2 separate regions of the Sus scrofa genome follow, and region 1 is linked to region 2. The links are chromatin contacts, called in public HiChIP or PLAC-seq maps. All regions are on one chromosome and are shown on one strand. Each heading gives the region's core, a stretch centred on a gene start, on an enhancer-like site or on the middle of the called end of the contact. The rest is flanking DNA. Distances are from core to core; before and after follow the strand shown. Region 1 has its middle 61 kb from the start of ENO1. Region 2 overlaps RERE (arginine-glutamic acid dipeptide repeats protein).

Region 1 (5,683 bases), core at 253-2,752, 250 kb before region 2:
AGGGGTCTCAGGAAGTAGTAGCTCTCAGTACTGGCCATGGGACCCTCATCTGTATGGTGGTTCCACTCCGGAGAAGGTGTCCACGGAGGTTCATAGTAGGTGGTTTTCTTTTGATTTTGATGGAACTAAGTTATTCTTTCCTTTTGATTTTATAAATATTTTAAACATTTAGTTTCCTATTTTTCTTCTTAGTGAAATATCTTTAAAATGTGATACTTTGCATTTTAACCCCCTCAACTTCTGTGATTTCTCCCTCTTTTTATGCTTCTTCTGTTTGGAAAGTTATTTTTGATTGGTTTGGTTTTAATCCTTAAATTAAAATGTCTCCTCTTTTTCTCTCTTGACATCTCTTTTCTTGTTACCAGTTTTTTCATGTTTTAGAGTTTTTCCTCCCATAAAGTCCCTTGGCCTTTGGCTTGTAGTTTTGATTAAAGCGGATTTTTTTCTTGGGCTTTTAATTAGGTTTTCTTTTTCGTTAGCTTTTCTTAGGGAGATTGAAGATGGGGCTGACCGATACTTGGGTCAGTGGTATAGTTACTTAGGATGAGACTAATGTGAACATTGAGTGGCTTGAATACAGTGTTTAGCTTAGTTTATGGAAATTTCCATTTCCATTTGAGGGCTATTTCCTGGCTTAGAGGCAGCGCCCTAAAAGAATACCAAAATCAAATTCTTAGTGCTATGTGCGTTTGGGTCAAGGTGAGATATGAGAAGTGGGTAATGTATAGGGAACGGTATTTATAACTCTAGAAATAGTGTTTTGCTAAGAGATGTGATGTTGATTTGATAGCAGAGAATAACTGGGTCTTTTAACCACACTCTGTATGTGCTGTGAAATTCATCTTTTTTCTTGCTTCACCCAAATATCCTGAACCAGAGTGGTCAATGAGCATTATAAATAAGTGTGGTTAGTTAGTGTGAGAAGACCTAGAGTCTGATGCCACTTGTACCATGGGTTTCAAGTGTGATGAAGTGCCCTGCTTCCTTAGGTGTCAGGTGGGGACCGTAGCATGTAAAGTGGAAGAAAAAATAGATATGGAAATGAATTGAAAATGCTTTAGTTAGCTTTTTCTTTTACAGGAACCTAGCTGTTGTAGCCCACAGCCGTTACTTAATTTAGCAGTGTTTATCCCCTGTGATGTTATTTCTAGAGAATTCCACTGTTTTCTTGATGCATTTCTTGTGCAAACACTACATGCAGATGTATTTGTTCAAAATGTTTTAATGCATATGCTACTGAGTGCACAGTTAGCGTTCACCGTAGTAGAGAATTTAGGTGTTTTGTCCTAAAATAAGACTTTTGTTTTCATTTTATGACAAGAGACATCAAAAAGGTATGAGTGTGATAATGCATTGCCTCTTTTTTTTTCTTTTTTAACGAATTCAGCACTTTTGAAATTGCAGAAATTTGTAAATATATTTTTGGTAGAAAACTACAGTGAGGATGGCATTGGTAGGTTGTTGAGTTAGGAATAGGAGCAGTTTTTCCTGCCACGTTGGTCATAAGCCCAGGAACTTTTAATATTAAGATATAGGGAGAGCTAGAGTTACCTTGTAACCCCGACATGATTTAAGAGGCTGTTTTTCTTTCTCAAGTTGCTTGTTCCAGTCTTATCGCTCAGGAAGGAAACTTTGAAGATTTTTTTTTAACTTTCTGGGAGTCAAAGATTAATTTGTAATTAAAACAGTTAGTATGGGTCTTTCACTCCCCACCCCCCTTAAAAAAAAACTGTCCTCAGTTGAGGAGAATTGTCTTGTTAAAGTGCTTACTTTTCCCATGAGGGATTCAGATAATTTGTTTTCTCTTTGGTTTGGATATTAGGGGTAATTTCTCCCCTTAAAAATCGAGTTCTGAAGGAAGTGGCTGTATTTTTATCATTATCCTAAAAGACTACAGGTGCTGACAAATTCCTTGCATTCCCAAAGTCCATTTTACTTGGGTCTTGGCTGCCTTCTTGCGATTTTCTAGAATGCTGATTGCCAGCCTAGCTTGATGAGGGACTGGCTTTGAAATCCAAGGCCTCGTTGGAGGCATCGAAGGACTGTAGAGGTTGGAAATGTTAAGGTTACAGAATGCTTGTGGACTGCCACATGCTATTGATGTGCAGCATGTAGTGGTTCAGGGTCCTTGGAAATGTATGCTTTTGATACTGTTGTCATCTGGGTGGGCCTCAGCCCCTCTGTGCATTGCTTAGAATTGATGCGCTTTAAGCTCCCAGTATACGTGGATCCCCGACCCACTGGTCGAGGCCAGGGATCCTCATGGATACTAGTCGGATTCATTTCTGCTGCACCACAACAGAACTCCAAAGTTTTCCTTTCTTCGTTTTTTCTGTTTTGCGCTTGATTTTTAGAGAATTATAGGTTTGAAACTATTGTCTTTTTCTTAAACATGGTGTGCTCCTTTTTCTTGTCCTATTGTTCCTATGGATGTGTTTAATTTGAAAAAGATTTCAGAAGAATAATGCTTTCTGTGTACCTATACCAATCATGAAAAGGAAAGCTCAATCTTGTTTTTCTGAAAAGATGGAGCAAGTGATGAATAAGCGAAACATAACAGTCATTACAGAAACCACTTGTGATTTCAGGCCGTAGCTTCTAGGAGGCCGCTCTCAGCTACATGTCCTTTTCTCTGGGTAGTTGGCTTTGGTAAGGGAGCCTCTGGGTGAGACCTTGGGCTTGTGGGCAGTCCTTTCTCTGAGTGTCTCTTGCAGGGCGTGGTACCAGGCCTTGGGAGCACAAAGGTAAGTAAGATGTGTCCCTGCTCACAGAGGTCATCACCAAAAGGAGGGAACAGATGGGAATAAAAATCACTAAAATACAGTCTGAAAAGAACTGGTCGAAGCAGGAATATCAGCTAGACAAACTGACAGACCAGAGTGAGAAGCCTACATACATCCAGGACATTTGTGTGGTGCTGAATGGAATTAAAACAGAAGACATCTTTTTTTTTTTTTTTTTTTTTTTTTGTCTTTTTTGTCTTTTTGCCATTTCTCGGGCCACTGTCTCGGCATATGGAGGTTCCCAGGCTAGGGGTCAAATCGGAGCTGTAGCCACCGGCGTACGCCAGAGCCATAGCAATGCAGGATCTGAGCCGCGTCTGCGACCTACACCACAGCTCACGTCAACGCCTGATCCTTAACCCACTGAGCAAGACCAGGGATCGAACCCGCAACCTCATGGTTCCTAGTGGGATTCGCCAACCACTGCGCCACGACGGGAACTCCCACAAGACATCTTTACCTGGTTGTCAGCCCTCCTTCGGGCAAGCTGCCTGTATCGTGGGTGTGTGGTCACGAGGTTGAGGTTTCCAGGGAGCAGAAGCTCCAGCTCCTTGGCAGAGGTTGGGCATCTTTGTCCTGTATTCTGCTGAACCCGAAATACCTTTTTACATGTTTTGTTTACTTTTAAGAACATTGTCTCAGAGCTGATCTGAAGATAGCTTTGTTCATTTTTCCTGAGCCTCTTTGGCAAAAAAGTTCTTTCCAAATGAAGAAAAATTTTGTTAGCAGAAGGACTTCACATTGCCCCTTGACCTTCTCCTCTGCCTTGGGAACTTGGATACTTTTTTGGGGGGATACCTGATACAAGTAAATTAGCATGATCTGGGCTGATTTCCATGTTTTCCTCTTCGGGTGGTCAGGGGACATAGTGTTTGGTTTTTCAGTTCCTTCTCTCCTGCCAGCCTCTCTCCCTCCCTAAATAAGAGTAAAAGCCTGACCTTTTTTTCTTCCTGGAAAATGACTTAGTTTTTAGAAAAGTTAAGATATCTCTGTATAGAGCATTTGAAGCATTGCTTAAAAATAAATTTATTAGCATTTTAAAAAGTGGTGCAAGGATCACCTTGAGACTTTATTAAACTCCAAGCTGTTAGCCATGCTTACTACTTTCATGTTTCTCTTACTGGTGTTAAATGTATTCATTCATTCACCAAATAGATTGATCATTTATTTTTCTTATTATTTGGTAGATCATGTGGAAGGTGCCAGGGAGCCTTGCATTGTGGTGATGTTTGCCTGCCTTAGCAATGAATGAATGAATAAATAAATCTGTTTCCTGTGCCAAAGGAGCATATAAATTCAGCCCTGATCATGGTGCTGTGGTTCCAGAGAGAAGCAGCTGGCACTGAATTCTGCTTGGCTTAACCGTGCCCCCCCAGGATGTGTCAGCCAGCCAACAGTGTTGGATGTATGTTTTCCAAGTTTAATACTGATGTAAGTGGGATATAAAAGAATAAAAGTTGGGGTTCCCTGGTGGCTTAACGGGTTAAGGATTTGGCATTGTCACTGCTGTGGCTCAGGCTCAGGTCCCTACCATAGTGGGGGTTCCATCCCTGACTCCAGAACTTGCACATGCCACAGGCATGGCCAAAAAAAAAAAAAAAAAAAAAAAGATTCCTTTCTTTAAAAAAAAAGAGAAAGAAAGGAAAGTTATTACCTTTGCTACACAGCTTAAGAGGCAAGCCTTGTTTTTTTAAAAAAAAATTTAGAGATTGCTAGAACAAAAGTGGAACTACTTAGTGTTCATTCAGGCTGGAGATTATTTTGGTTTAAAGAAATAAGGATCCTTTGAGAAGCCAAGAGTGGGACCTTGAAGAATAGGTGCTATTTGAGTGGGAACCGGGAGAGCAGGTTAGGGCAGTCGGGGCAGGGTCAGCCTGAGGCAGGAATGAGGATGGTGTGTAGGGTCCAGTGTAGAGAGCCTAGTAAAGAAGCCATGGGCAGGAACGGGATGGGCCAAGTTAGGTGGGCAGGTGATAGAGGCTTAGAGGGCTAAGCTGGGAATCCCGGGGGCCCGGCCAGGAATGGGGGGAGAGATAATAAAGCAGCAGGGCAGCCACAGACTGGGGAGGTCGGGTACCTGGCCGGTCCTGGGAAGGTGTGTACGTGCGCACGTGCTGTGTTAATTGCTTCCTGTCCCTACTTGTATTTGTCTGAGGGCAGCATAGACTGGAGGAAAGTGAAATCGCCACAGGACAAAGCAGGCTTTTAGAAGTCTTAAGTGGTTGGTGAAGACTCACTGTTGGTGTTTATTTAGTGCTGTATTTCATAAAAGATTTTACCAAAAATCCTACCACCAAATACAGAAGTTACTTTAGTTTTCTAAAAAATCACAAATCATCATTTACGTGTGATTCAGTTTCGTCTCTTCTTTTGTCCCCCACCCCAGACTCCCACTCTGTCTCATACCTCCCCCCCCACACGCCCTTTTCTGTTCCCTTCTCTATCTCCTTCAGGTCTCAGCTTAGGCCTCGTTTTATCCAACAGCCTTTCCTGTCTCCAACTTCACTCTCCGGTGGCACCTGTCCTGCCCGGGCATGTGTTTAGGAGTTCCCATCGTGGCTCAGCAGTTAACGAACCCAACTAGCACCCACGAGGTTGCGGGTTTGATCCCTGGCCTCGCTCGGTGGGTTAAGGATCTGGCGTTGCTGTGAGCTGTGGTGTAGGTCGCAGCCATGGCTCGGATCCCACGTTGCTGTGGCTGTGACGTAGGCTGGTGGCTACAGCTCCGATTGGACCCCTAGCCCTAAAGTGCGGCCCTAAAAAGCCAAAAAAAAAAAAAAAAAAAAAGGCTTTTTTCTTCAGAATGCTTAGTAGTTGATTTTGTAGCCTAAACTTTCTAGACTGGTGCAGTGGGAAAGGAACCAGGAAAGGTAGGGGCTGGGCTTGATTGAATTGTTCAC
Region 2 (6,190 bases), core at 3,255-5,754:
CACAGCTCATGGCAACGCCGGATCGTTAACCCACTGAGCAAGGGCAGGGACCGAACCCGCAACCTCATGGTTCCTAGTTGGATTCGTTAACCACTGCGCCACGACGGGCACTCCTGTATGTTTTGATCTATTCAACGAAGACAGACTTGGGAATCGTGTTAGGTTTTATGGTAATTAAATCAACGCCTGGTATGCTTAGCCACCATTCTCCTTATGCTCTTTGGGTGTTTATGTTTTTCTTTTTTCTTCTTAAAGTTTTTTTTTTTTTTTAAACCTTACTTCCGTGAGGTGTAACATCGAGTGTCTGCAGCAGTAAGTGTTGTTCTGTCATTACCAGTCTCTCTAATAGAGGGAAGGAGTGTGATTATGCCTCTGTCTCCACCCCAGCTGCCGCCACCATCCCTTCCCCTCTCACACTCACTCCACTGCAGTGAAGAGGAATAAACTGATGGTCCTATCTTTTTTTTTTTTAAGCAGCATTTCACAGGGAGTTCCCATCGTGGCTCAGGGGAAATGAATCTGACTAGCATCCATGAGGACACGGGTTCAATCCCTGGCCTCACTCAGTGGGTTAAGGATCCTGTGATGTAGGTCACAGACGCAGCTCCCACCTGGTGTTGCTGTGGCTGTGGTGTAGGCCGACAGCTACAGCTCTGATTGGACCCCGGGCCTGGGGACCTCCATTATATCATGGGTGTGGCCCTATAAAGATTAAAAAAAAAAAGAAAAAAGGCATTTCCCAGAGACTTCCCAGTGGGAACACAGAGACATTCAGACACACATCGTAGACATACTTGCTTGGTCCAAAGTCCCTCTTTTTCTGAGGTGAATCCATTCTGGTTTATTATAAAGTTTGCTTTCAGTGTGCAGAAAGCCAGCAACAGTTTTAGTCAGGTGATTGGCTTTATCTTTGAATATTGCTGCTTTATAAACGATGGTTGATTTTTTTTTTTGAGTCTTTTTTTTAATATATATAATGATTTTTATTTTTTCCATTATAGTTGGCTTACAGTGTTCTATTTTTTACTGTACAGCAAGGTGACCCAGTCACACATACGTGTATACATTCTTTTTTCTCATCCTGCTCCATTGTAAGTGACTAGATGTAGTTCCCAGTGCTATACATCAGGATCCATTCCAAAGGCAATAGTTTGCATCTATTAACTACGGTTTATTTTAAAAATAAATTTGTTTTCTAAAGTGTGTGTGTGTGTGTGTGTGTGTGTAGAGCTTTGTGTTGGGTGTGGTCCTTCTTTGCGGTAGGTGATGACAGTAGAACCCAGAGGAGCCTGAGTTGGAAGGGGGTCATGTGTGTGGGCAGATGTGCTGCCTTTTTCTATGTGATGGGGAAGAGGTCAGGCAAATAAGAACTTTAGACAGTGGAGCAAGGTCACTGCAGTGTTTTGAAACTGGATCTTTTCTCACGTTATTTTAAAAGATTTTTTTTTTTTCTTTTACCAAATTTTTTTTTTTCCTGATACTACATATTATTATGTGGAGGCCGTATTTACTGCATCTTATTGTCAGCATGGAAACTTTTCTTATTCTTTAGCCAATACTTAAGTTCTTTTTTAGGGGGAAGGGGGCCTGCACCCGAAGCATGTGGACATTCTCAGGCCAGGGATTGAATCCACGCTGCAGTTGCAGCCTGCGGTACAGCTGCGGCAACACGAGATCCTTAACCCATGGGCCACAAGGGAACTTCCTAGCCAGTGCCTAAGTTCTTGGCGCTGAACTCTGAATTACGTTCAGGGACTCTGGGAGGAGAGAGGCTTGGGATCCTCTGTAATTAACTCACTGTGACCCCTCAACAGAGCACTTTTCTGTCCCCGGGCTTGAGTTTCTTTTGTTAAGCAAGATGCCTGGGATCAGATGAGCTCTGGGGAACTTGCCATCAGAGAAGATTTTAGAAAATTATGATTCTGGATTTTAATGACTTCCTGTCTTGACCTTTGCCTTTATGTTTGAATTTGGAACATTAACTCTTCCAGCGCTGATGGTCTTTTCCTTTGAACAAATACCGAATTTTGTTCCCCCTGGGCCATTTATCAGGCCTGCTTCAGGTCAACCTTGCTTGAAGGGGCTGGCCTTCTGTCACAGGGGATTTGACTTAATCTTGCAGTGAGTCACTTCTTTGCTATTTGTGGCTAGGCATAGTTGAGTTACAATATCGTAGTCGTTTATTCATTTAGAATCTATGTGGCGAGTGCCCATGGGCTCTGGCCTATAGTGGTAAGCTACGGTCAGATGCGACGCCTGCCCACATGGTGCTTGCGGTCTCAGCACGGAAATGAACTGTTAAATCATGACCGTGGCAAGAGGCTGAAGGAGAGCTGGGTGGTACTTTGGGGACTCATAACAGCGGGGTTATCTCCTATCCTCAGGCCTGCCAGGGCTTCGCGCTAATAATAGGAATGACTCCTGTGCAGCAGGCCCTCTGCCTTCTTTCCATGGGTCGCCTTTTATTTTTACCGCAGTTCCATAGAGTCGCTGTTACAAACTTGATTTTGTAGATGTGCTCAGAGAGACTGAGTTGTGTCCTCAGCATCACACTGAGAGCCCACAGAGTCTTGGACTAAAATTTTAATCTGGGCTCATTGGACTCTGCACGTGGGCATCTAGACTCCAGTGTGTGTAACAGCTCCGCGCTCCCACTGGCGGGTGGCTGCATCCTGGGACAGCCTGGCTATAGACAAAACTGGGATTTTACTCCAATTTAGGGAAATGTTTTTCTTTCCAACAGTGAATGGGAACATGTAGTGGAACAGAATTTAGATGTTCCTCTGGGGTGCAGCAGGTTGAGAATCCGGCATTGCTGCTGCTGTCGTGCAGCTCGCAGCTGTGGCACGGGTTTGATCCCTGGCCCAGGAACTTCGGCATGCTGTGGGTGAGGCCAAAACAAAATATATATGGATTTATTTATTTGCTTTTTAGGACTGCACTTGGGCACATGGAGGTTCCCTGGCCAGGGGTCTAATCAGAGCTACAGCTGCAGGCCCACTGCCACAGCCACAGCAATGGATGATCGGAGCCGAAGCTCACAGCAACGCTGGATCCTAAACCCACTGAGTGAGGCCAGGGATCGAACCCACCACCTCATGGTTACTAGTTGGATTCGTTTCTGCTGAGCCATGACGGGAACTCCTATATGGATTTTTGAGAAGCTGTATCAGACTTAAGACATTTTGGAGTTCTGATTGTGGCTCAGAGGACTAAGGCCCCAATGTTGTTTCTTTGAGGATGCAGGTTTGATTCCTGGCCTCACTCGGTGGGTGAAGGGTCTGGCGTTGCATAGCAGAGTCCACAGATGGGGCTCAGATCTCGTGTTGCTGTGGCTGTCATGTAGGCCTCTGCTGCAGCTCTGTTCACCTTGGCTGGGAACTTGCGTATGCTGCAAATGCAACCATAAAGGCAGGAAGGGGGGTTCCCATTGTGGCTCAGCGGGTTACGAACCTGACTGGTATCCATGAGGATGTGGGTTTGATCCCTGAACTCACTCGGTGGAGGATCTGGTGTTGTCAGGGCTCAGATCCCGAGTTATCGTGGCTGTGGTGTGGGCCCGCAGCTGCAGCTCCCATTAGACCCCTAGCCTGGGAACCTCCATATGCCTTGGGTGTGGCCCTAGAAAGAAGAAAAAGAGAGGGAGGGAGGAAGGAAGGAGCCAGTTTCAAATTTGTTGAAAAGAAAGCTTTAGAAACAGGTCTTCCTGCTGGAGAAATTTGAGAACTCAGCACACCATTCTGGGCTTCCTTCCTACCAGTCTCTCCTTTTCACTCCTGCCCACTACCCTTGAAAAAGAAGTGATTCTGGTAAATCCCCTTTTTAAAAAATGCGTTTTATGGATGTATAATGGATTTTCAAGGTTGTGTTAATTTCTGCTGTACTCTCGCCTTTTGATTTTCCTAAAATTTGGTGAATTTCATCCTGGACCCACAGTCTATTTCTATGGTCTTTTTCTGAATGAGCTAGAAAGTAGAGCTTCTAGAGTCTTCTTTCTGTTGGTTTCATGTCAGTCTTGCCGCTCAACTTGACGCCCTATAGAAAAGATATGGGCGAGCTACTGTCTGAGCCTTGAGATCTGAAGAACAGATAAAGACGGATCGCTCTGTGATTTCATTCTCACATGACGCTGGCCACAGAGCAGAGGTCTGACTGCACACTTACCGGCGCCAGCCTTCTGGGGCTGGCCACCGCCTGCTCTGCCGTTACCTTCTGGCCGTGCGTTGTGATGGGAAGCGGTCAAGTCAGCTGACTGTGAACGGCCTCTGTTCTGCCAGTTTGTGACCCCATGTTCTTGTCCTTCTCCTTCCCCTGTAGAGCCAAGTCCTTGTCCTAAGCAGTCACCATGACCGTACAGAAATATTGGGTGCCCTGAGCGAGCGTCCACAGACCCTTGCCACCCACACACTGCCCCCTCTTCCAGGTGAAGGAGTGGTTTGGTCTGGGCAGGCTCCTGCTTCCAGCCCACAAGCTCTTCCCAAGGAGCCTGCGGCGTCTGGCCAGCTGCCTCCTTGTCTCCTTTGCATAGATGCTTCTCCCTTTTTGATATTCAGTTGCAGGCTTCCAGCTCCTTTCTGTCCATTCCCTGTTTACTTCTTAGACGAAAACGTTTCCATGGTAACAGGTTACTTTTCAAAGGGAACATCTTGTCATTTTATTTAATCCACTGCAGCTGAAGAGGACTGAAATATTAAGTTGTAGTTGCCATGGATACTGCTTTATTACATCGGTTTCTTTTGTATCAGATTTCATATACAATGAAATTCTCTCTATTTTTTTTTTTTTTTAACTCAAGGAATAAACACAATGACTTACCATTATTGTTGTAATTTGGCTTCTGGGACTATTTTTTCGTATTCCGAAGCAAATATTTGCAGAATAATGGGAATTAAATTCAGCTGTTTTGAAAAAAATATTCATTATTTACATTAACTGCCAGAGAAATTCTACCTCCTTGCTAGTAAAGATGGGGTCTTTTTTTTTTTTTTTTTTTAAATGATTCCCAGCTAAGGATGTCTCAAAAAAGATGACCCAGCAAGAGACATCCCTAGCAAATAGAAAAAAAATATGTGACTTGAGTTAATTCCTTGAATCGCATTGCTCATTAACTGTGACATTCTTTCTTCAGTTACTTGTGCAGCTGTGGGCGGTATATTTTGAGGGAATCTATTTGTGTTTTATTTGACTTTTCTCATGTCTGGCTTGCTTTCTTATCTCTAGTCTGTGAACTAACCTCATCTTTGACTTTGAGCAACTTTTCATTGATTCAGTGCTCTGGTGCATCTTTTGCTCACGCTCCCCAATAGGTAAATTGATTAGTAGCATCAGAAGCTGGACTTGGAGGAGTTCTCTCTCGTGACATGGCCAGTTAAGGATCTGCTGTTGCCACTCAGGTCGCTGTGGGGCTCAGGTTCAGTTCCTGCCCTGGGAACTTCCACATGCCATGGGTGTGGCCTAAAAAAATCTCCCAAACCCTGAACTTGGGACGTGAGTTCATTGTATCTATAGTTCTTTGCCGTTTTACAAGTGTAGCTTTGTGTTCCATAATCGCAGATTATCTGTTCCATAATCACAAATATGCCACTCCCTTCTCTCTTCCCCTGCTGTTCTGAATGCTTGGCAACCAGTAATTTGTTCTCCAACTCGATAAGTTGGTCTCCCCCCATTTTATGGCCACACCTTCAGGAAATATGGAAGCTCCTGGGCTAGGGATTGAATTGGAGCTGCAGCTGCTGGCCTACACCAGAGCCACAGCAACTCGGGATCTGAGCCCCATCCGCAACCTACACCATTGCTCGCGGCAGCACCAGATCCTTAACCCACTGAGTGAGGCCAGGGGTGGAACCTGCATCCTCATGGATACTAGTTGGGTTCTTAACCAGCAGAGCCGCAGCGGGAATTCCATATAATTTTGTCATTTTGATGTTGATTAAATCAGCCTTTAACTTTGATAGGTTTTCTCTGTTAACATGCTTTTCAAACTTAAGAAAGTAACTTTTTGATTATTTTGTCTGCTTTTGGTGCTTGATGTGAACACAGAACTGACTTAGGGAAAAGGATATGGCTTCTGGTAGTGGTTCTGTTTGTAATTAGTTGTGTGATTTTGGTTTAGTAACTTAATCACTGTGTTCTATGGGAGTGTGGGTGGGAGCTCTGACTTTGGAGTCAACTAGAGTTTGAATTCTAGTTT

The links. HiChIP or PLAC-seq counts read pairs in DNA pulled down with a chosen protein or histone mark.
Region 1: an H3K27ac HiChIP or PLAC-seq map of skeletal muscle shows a contact between it and region 2. The contact joins two enhancer-like sites. A contact is called at or near these places in 2 of 2 datasets of contacts at active chromatin or transcription factors (alveolar macrophages and skeletal muscle).

What each region holds. Positions count from the first base shown.
Region 1 is chr6:69,337,985-69,343,667 of Sscrofa11.1, reverse strand. No RefSeq gene overlaps it. Among named protein-coding and RNA genes, the nearest start is that of ENO1, 61 kb to the left of the region's middle. Within about 2 kb of position 1,502, at least 5 of the 83 cell types and tissues checked have an H3K27ac peak or open chromatin away from gene starts, as enhancers often do. A contact at or near this core is called in skeletal muscle, where this site is marked.
Region 2 is chr6:69,087,370-69,093,559 of Sscrofa11.1, reverse strand. All of the region lies in intron 7 of RERE (arginine-glutamic acid dipeptide repeats protein), which reads left to right. Among named protein-coding and RNA genes, the nearest start is that of SLC45A1, 160 kb to the right of the region's middle. Within about 2 kb of position 4,504, at least 23 of the 83 cell types and tissues checked have an H3K27ac peak or open chromatin away from gene starts, as enhancers often do. A contact at or near this core is called in skeletal muscle, where this site is marked.